Regions from separate parts of the Drosophila melanogaster genome. Here region 2 is linked to region 1. Evidence: chromatin contacts called from public Hi-C data. All regions are on one chromosome and are shown on one strand. The core of a region is the stretch at or near the end of the contact, and the rest is flanking DNA. Distances in the headings are between cores, read along the strand shown. Region 1 holds the start of ppan (peter pan). Region 2 holds the start of Fancm (Fanconi anemia group M helicase).

The links. A called contact is a pair of places that touch in the nucleus more often than the background predicts.
Region 2: a Hi-C map of the Kc167 cell line shows a contact between it and region 1, with 2.3 times the contacts expected there. A contact is called at or near these places in 3 of 107 Hi-C or Micro-C datasets (the Kc167 cell line, the ML-DmBG3-c2 cell line and embryo).

The regions. Positions count from the first base shown.
Region 1 is chr3R:21,114,216-21,118,038 of dm6, reverse strand. It overlaps ppan (peter pan), which reads right to left and starts at 1,785. Exons shown (of 4, transcript NM_057631.6): 1 at 1,406-1,785; 2 at 979-1,343; 3 at 495-922; 4 at 140-443. The coding sequence starts at 1,735. The coding sequence ends at 184. Rab11 (Rab11,) reads right to left here. Exons shown (of 4, transcript NM_134310.3): 3 at 2,938-3,286; 4 at 1,893-2,788. The coding sequence ends at 2,655. Bdbt (Bride of doubletime) reads left to right here. Exons shown (of 1, transcript NM_142686.3): 1 at 1-182. The coding sequence ends at 115.
Region 2 is chr3R:21,480,691-21,484,513 of dm6, reverse strand. It overlaps Fancm (Fanconi anemia group M helicase), which reads right to left and starts at 2,189. Exons shown (of 6, transcript NM_001275877.1): 1 at 2,053-2,189; 2 at 1,662-1,995; 3 at 659-1,533; 4 at 1-562. The coding sequence starts at 2,127.

The DNA.
Region 1 (3,823 bases), core at 536-3,035:
AATGCCCAACTACGAGGAGAAGCGAGAGTTCAGCAAGCTGCGCGACAACATCGCTGTTAGCTGGAAGGATAGCAAGGCCCATTACAAGGAGGTGGTGCAACGTATGTTTAGTTAGTTCCCATTGATAACATTGCGATGTCGTGTTAACCAATGGTCTTTATAAAATAGCTTATGTTAAATGTACTACTTTGATTTTCTACTCTTTCTGTGGTCAAACTTGGCGCGCTTGTTTTTGGGATCGAACTTGGCTCTCCTGTTCTTGGGGTCGAATTTGTCCTTCTTGTCCTTGCGATCGAACTTGTCCTTACGATCGTACTTGTCCGTGCGCTCAGATTTGTCATTCTTGTCCTTGGTATCCAGTTTAGCGCGCTTGTTCTTGTATTTCATTCCGCCGCCCAAACTAGGCCGCTTTCGGGAGGACTTCGCTTCCATTTTGAACAGTTCTGCAAAGGAAACATTAGTTTATATTCTACGCAGCATGTAGCACAACTCACCTTCGTCTGGTTCCTCGCCGACTTCCTCCTTGTAGTACTCTGCATCATCCTCGGGATCGCTGTCAGTCCGTCCCTCTGCCGCCCTCTTGGCAGCCCATTTTTCATCCTTCTTAAGCTTCAAGTTGCGGGCACGGTTCTCTGCCTGCTCCTTCTTGCGCTGCTCCTTCTGCTTTCGCTTCTTTTCGACCAGCTTGCGCAGGGTTTCCTTTTCGTCCTCTGTCTTGACCACATGGTCGTGATACAGTACTTCGCCCGTCAGAAGGCCCTCTTCTATTTTGATGAGCTGCATGGTTAGTCGAGGTCCGATCTCGTGTAGCTTTATGGAGCTCTTTTTGTCCTCCAAGTTGCCCTTGCTTTTAAGAGTCTGTGCCAGCACCACATGTGATTGCTCATCATCTTCGGCCTCTGATTCGGAGGCATAGCCGTCCCTGAAAATCAATATTATGATTATTTGATGGAATGAGAACAAACGGTCATTTCCTACTTGGTCACAAAGTCCACGACTTCGTTGCACTTGCCCAGATTGGGTACCGTTCCTTTGACGATTTTCTGGACCGCCCGCTTTAAGCCAACCGGCACCACCTGCACGGAGTAGTGCCGCATCTCGACCAGCTTCGTGTCCGGATTGTAGGAGAACAGGACGCAGCGACGAATGGTGCCGATATTAACCGTGGCCAAGTTAATTGAGGGGAACATGTTTTGGAACGTGGTGGCCATCAGCTTAAGGTGCTTGCCATCGCCACTGAAGTTGTTCATGATGACGAGCGGAGCGTGCTTGAAGTGATCGTTGTCAATCATCTGCTTTTTGCTTAGCGAGATCACATCTCTGGCCAGGGTGAACTGGTGAACCTGACAGAGAATAACTTCGCGGTAAAATATCCAGTATAAACTAAGCGATGAAACAAACAAACCTTGAAAGTCAGGGAAGGACCGCGCGGCAAGCGGACCACTTTGAAGGACAGCTGCGTGGAGGCCTTGTTGAAGATGCCCATGTGCGAGACGTGGAAGAAGCTGCTCAGGCTGACAAAGTCCTTGATGCGGTTCATCCGCTTCTCGCGCAGATTGCTGGCCGTAAAGGGCTCCATAATGCGGCGGAAGTCCAGGGTGAGGTCCGTGATGTACGGACAGGCGAGGCCGCGATGGATGACGAAGGAGTGCGGCGCCTCCACGATCTCGCTCGGCTCGCTGGCCTTGAAGGCCGCCGTGCGCGTCTTCGGATGCACTTTCTTCTTACCGCCCATGTTTCAATGTTTTTGTTCACTTTTCTCCCGCACGTGTATGGATCAGTGTGGCTGCTCGCGCGGAAAATACCAAACACCCACTCCGACGTCTGCCTTTGGTCACTCTAATCCCATTTTAAATTTCGATTTTCCGCCCAATTGAAAGCACTTCTGTTTTATTTAAATTATATTTATTTAATCACACTTAACATAGCAAACACAAATGATGTTATTTCGTTTCATTTATGCATTTAAAGTTTTACAACTGTTTTTGTTTGATTTCTCTTTATCAGCTAGTTTTACCAAGTGGCCAATCGTTTAAAATGTTGCGAGAAACCGAAGAAGAAAATCCGAGCTGCAGTGCTGTGGTAATGAATTTGCGTTTAAGTCGAAGAATTTCCGGTTGTTTGTTGTTGTTCTGCTCGCGAAATTACAACTATATATTTATGTTGCGAAAAATTAATAATATTAATATTTTAATATTAGCATATATGTATATTTATATAAATTATAGTTCTACAGCTTAAACTGAATTTGGAGTGTTTAGTTTTGCTTGCTTTCTTTCCGCGGCGGTCGATTTATGCGATACTCATGGATCTGTATATATATAAAACTTCAGTTTAAACCGCAGTTAACTACAGCCGGATGTTGTTGCTTTCGATTCTTTTGCTGCTGCTGCTGCTTCTGATGATGGTGGTGGTGTTGGTGGTGGAGAGTGGCGGCTCAGATTTGAATTATCAATTTATGCGCACATGACAAACTGTGGCTGACAAACGCATAGACATCTTGTGCGGTCCATCGGGTGTACGCTGCTCCTGATCTTGGTGTTGCAGTTCTGGCCGCTGCTGCTCCTCTTGTAGTCGTAGTTGTAATTGCTGTTGCTTCTGTTTATGTTGCTGTTCTGGCGGTTGCGGGGAATAGCGAAAATTGCTTGGGGCGGTCACTGACAGCACTGTTTGCGCACATCGGCGGTGACAGTCGGCTTTACGTCGATGGGCTCCACGTTCGACGGGCGGATGACGTCGCCTTCCGGCGGATCTCTGATCTGTTTCTGCGACACAATGCGATAGATCTCTGAAACGGGATTACGAGACATCATTAGTCGTGCTTCGTTATCATTAATCTATTGACTTTCAATGAAGCGTTTAATCTACAGTATTTAAATATTCTTAAACGATCGATAATTTGAAAGCAGACTAGCTAAAATATCCTGAACGACCCACCTGTGAGTATGTTCTGGAATGCCGTTTCAACGTTCGTTGAGTCGAGGGCCGAGGTTTCTATGAAACTCAAGCCGTTGCGCTCGGCAAACAGCTTCGCCTCGTCCGTGGGCACGGAGCGCAAGTGCCGCAAGTCGGACTTGTTGCCCACCAGCATGATGACGATGTTCTGGTCGGCATGGTCGCGCAATTCCCGCAGCCACCGCTCCACGTTCTCGTAGGTCAGATGCTTGGCAATGTCATAGACGAGCAGGGCCCCCACGGCACCGCGGTAGTAGGCAGAGGTGATGGCGCGATAACGCTCCTGGCCGGCCGTATCCCAGATTTGCGCTTTAATTGTTTTGCCATCGACCTGCGTTGGATGCACAAGAAGGATGAAACAAAGGACAGCATTAGAATGGTGCCAGTAATTGGCAATTTCGCCACGAAATGCCTGCGGCGCATTCGCTTTGAAAATTAATATACAAGCACTGGCATTCAGTATTCACACATAACCAACATAAATTAGAGCTTATGGATAAGCTTTTAACTCTAGTAAGAGAACCCAATTTTTGAAATTTCTTACACTAGTTAGAAAAAACGCAAGTAGCGTAAGTTATATTCATTGAACCCATTTGATATACTAAATATTAAGATGACCTACTAAGCTACTTCGAAAAGATGGCACAAAGTATTGTTTAACACAAATCCTTATACATACGTAATATATAATTGTTATTGACCACATAAATTTATTATTTCAGCACAAGTGACAACTATGATGTCAACATTTTGGCTAATCCCGTAGGATGGCTTTTGAAATTATGCAAGAAAGCCAATTGGCAATCCATTATTTAGTGAAATTCTCGACACTTACTCAAATTGAACAAACTTTTCCCCCCAATTTTCC
Region 2 (3,823 bases), core at 940-3,439, 370 kb before region 1:
TGGCTGCCGACTTCGGCTTGGGTTTCTCCTCAGCAACTGGCTCCATGTGTTTCTCCTCGCATTTTGGTTGAAATTTTGATGGCACCATTCGAGGATTTTGCTCATAAAGCGACAATTTAACAACGGACGAATTCAATAGCTTCTTGTTGATTTGATCCTTGTTGGCCAGAACATCCTTAAGCACCTGCTGTTCTCGTCCTTCGGTCACTAGCATAACCACCTCTCCATTCTTCTTCCTTCCAGTGCGCCCAATCCGCTGAATAAATCTAGTGGGATTAGTGCTGCAAATGTCGAAGCACACAATCATCTCCACCTCGCCGACGTCTAAGCCCTCCTCTCCGATCGACGTGGCCACCAGAACGTTGCTAGTGCCGGATCGAAAGTCGGTCATTATCTGCAGCTGCTGTTTCTGGGTGAGAGCATAGCTTGCTCCAACTGTGCTGCCCTGGCCAACAAAACAGCGCGGACGGAGCACCGGTCTGTGTTGAAGGAGTAGCCGGTGAATCAGCATTACGGATTCACGGTACTCGCAGAAAACAATGGCGCGGGAATCGGGGTTTGCCTATTAAAGAAAACATTTATATTAACAAGGGAATATGTTTATCGGTTTCATGAAAATTATATGAAAACTTCTTTTTTTTTGATTTTTTGCCCCTACCTGAAAGTGTTGCACCAACACCTGTCGCAACTTCTCATATTTGGCATGTCCAAAGTCTAGATCAGATGGCAAAGGCGGCACTTCTCCATTCGTCATGGCATGCGTGGTGTAATCTAGGGGATTGGCACCGAGTTCTTGGCGGACCTGCTCCACCAAATTCCTTAGATTACCATCTCTGGCCAGTACAAATTTCTCTCGCCCGTCGTCGTCTGCATCGAAATTGTTCACGAAGACGCGAAGACCGTGACGCTCCATTAGGTCCAGCGAGTGGTACATGCTGATGCACATGGCGAAGTTGCCCATTATTATGTTGTGATCCGGATGCCGCTGGCCTTGCGCCGATCGTTCGACGAAGCTTTTCTGCTCAAAGAGCAAACTATTTCTGCTCACGGTTCCCTTGTTGCCTTTAAAAATCTCAGCTTCCATAAGCTGGCGTAGGTATGGTTCGATGATCTGCAGCAATCGTTCTCTCGGCTCCTTGATTCTCTCCTTCAGGGAGACCACTATGGTTCGAATCGTCCGCCTGTGTATGTAGGGCTGCACGTCGATCGAGGTGTCCCAGCGCACTTGCAGATTGGAAATGTATAGGTTTCGGCACACAGCTGCCACATCCTCCATGGTTCTTCCTGGTGTAGCGGACAGGGCAAGCATCCGGAAATACCTGTTACGTGCCATCAGACAGTCGGCCACTTGGGTGTAGGCATAGCGACCTTTGGCCCGGTGCGCCTCATCCACCACTATCAACTTGATGGACCCAAAGGGAAAGCTGCATTCGCCATCAGCTTCCAGCATGTCTGAGTGCACCACCTGCGGCGTAGCGAAGAAGACCCGCTTGGAGGCCCACAGCTCAGCTCGTTTGGGTCGAGGAAGTTGGCCTGGAATAAAAATGGGACTGGAGCTTATTTTTTGGATTCAGGACTTGTAAGGCAGTCGGCACATCCAGGTTCTTTTAGTCATATAACCCGGTAAGCATTTGTAAATAAGTCTTCACATTTGAACTCACCTGTTAGCTGCACCGTGTCTTCAGATGGAAAGGGCATGATCTTCTGGGATGCGTGGATCTGCTGCGAGACCAGGGGCCTTGTGGGTGCCATGAACACAATCTTTCCCTTTGGATACCACCTGTAAAAGTTGTACATAACCACCGCCGCAATGAAGGTCTTTCCCAATCCCGTGGGCAACACCACCAGGGTGTTTTTGAACAGCGCCGATTGGACGATGGTTTGTTGATAGGATCGTAGGGGCAGGTTGTTTGGATAAATCCAGTTGTGTCCTGTGGCCATATCGAAACCATCGCAGGCTTCGTCGCAATGTTCCCAACGTGTTCCATCGGCATCCTGAGGATCCAAACTGTGAGAGACTCTGCGCTCGCAGGAGTAAATACAAGTAAATACCTCGCTCTTCTGCTCTTCGTGCATAGCCAAGGCCGCCACTAGGTCTTCGTCATCGTCCATCCAATTCACATCCATGATAGCAGCAATCTTTTGATAACAACTACTGCACGACGATCTACATTTTGTTTTGAAAGTGTTTACATTGCTTTACATTGTGTTTATAACATAACATTCCGTTAGGGATGAGCTAATCATTTTAGGTGGCGCTGTTGGAGTATATCGATCACACAAATCGTGACATGAAAACTAATTTTAGTCTGTAAAACCCTCTAAATATAGGGTAATAAGTAAAAATAAATACAATTCTCAAAAATTGTTAACTGTCTAAGCAAGCTTGAAGCGGCTTCTTATAGCGCGGATTTGCTAAGCCATTAAACAGTGCTCTAAAATGGTGCCAAATACGAGAGTGGCAGCACTGCTCCAGATGGCGCCACTGTGTATATGTTTGCCAAACACTTAAATTCAAATAAAAGCGCGCCAATTTTAAACAGTGACTAAGTTGATTTTAGAGAATAAAGATAAATGAGTGATCAAATGGCAATAGTTTACATTAATTAAAAGAGCTCTTGTATGATTTCCCTTAATCAGTATCATATCGGTGAAAAGTATTGCTAAAATGCCGAAATCCTTACGAAAACGCAGACCCCACAATCTGCCCGGAAATGTCAAGCCCCATTTAATGTCGCCAGTTCGTAATTGGGCGAATACACACTGCGTACTTACAGATTGCCCGAGTACTTTTCGCGATATTTCTGTCGTAGATGTTCTGATTGTCTTAAATTAGGCGCTTCCAACGAACGTTCTTATTTGCTTTTATTTCCCCAACGAAAAGGCTTGGTATCAAAAGAAAAGCAGTACGGGTAGATACAATTAAACTGGTAGCAGCATTAGGATATTTAACAAATACCTTTTAATGAATTGATTAATTAATGGAATGGAACTGAATTTTTAATTTTTAATGTATAAGCCGAATAATATAATTGAAATAATATACTTCCCATGCTGACTAAACTCAACCTTAATTTCTGAAGTTATTCCACAAATCCTTGCCCCTGCTGCTGATGAGGGAAAATGATAATTAGCAAGCACATACATACACTTGGCCAAGTTTGACGGAAAAACATACGTAAATAGTCACAATCTCATTTCAAAATCTTCACCTAATGAGCATTGACCGTGTGTGGGGGAATCTGAGTCCGAGAGCTGGATGTCATGGCCCACTCCCGCGGAAAAGCACGGGCACCGGAGAACGCTCACAAAATGTAATTATATCGCATTATTTGTCATTCCGAGCAAATGAATTGAAACAAATTTAGTGTGACAAATGAATTGTTCACTTATGTATGTAAGTTCGTGTGTTTGCTCGTAGTGGGGGGCTGGGGCTGGGGGAGGGGCACCCCATTCGGCAGCCACCGTGAGCTGGGACAGAAATACCCGGGCACACGGGTACACGGGACACACTCAATTTGCTGGCTCTCTAGTCAATTTCATTTCATTTGCATGAAGTTCTCCCTCTCTTCGGGGCTCCCTCCTCATATAGACAATATACATGAATATATGAATGTACATATCTCGGTGTGCGTGCTATCTGTGGGATATCTGTATGTATCTGTGGGCCATGGGCACTACGCCTTTTGCCTAATTCGGCTTTATGAGCCATGTCTAATTACCAAATGAATTGTGCAATTATTTATTTTTGTTTATTAATTGGCTGCCGCTTTAATGAGCCTAATGACCAGATATCTGAGCGTAGATTCGAGTGTCCTATGGG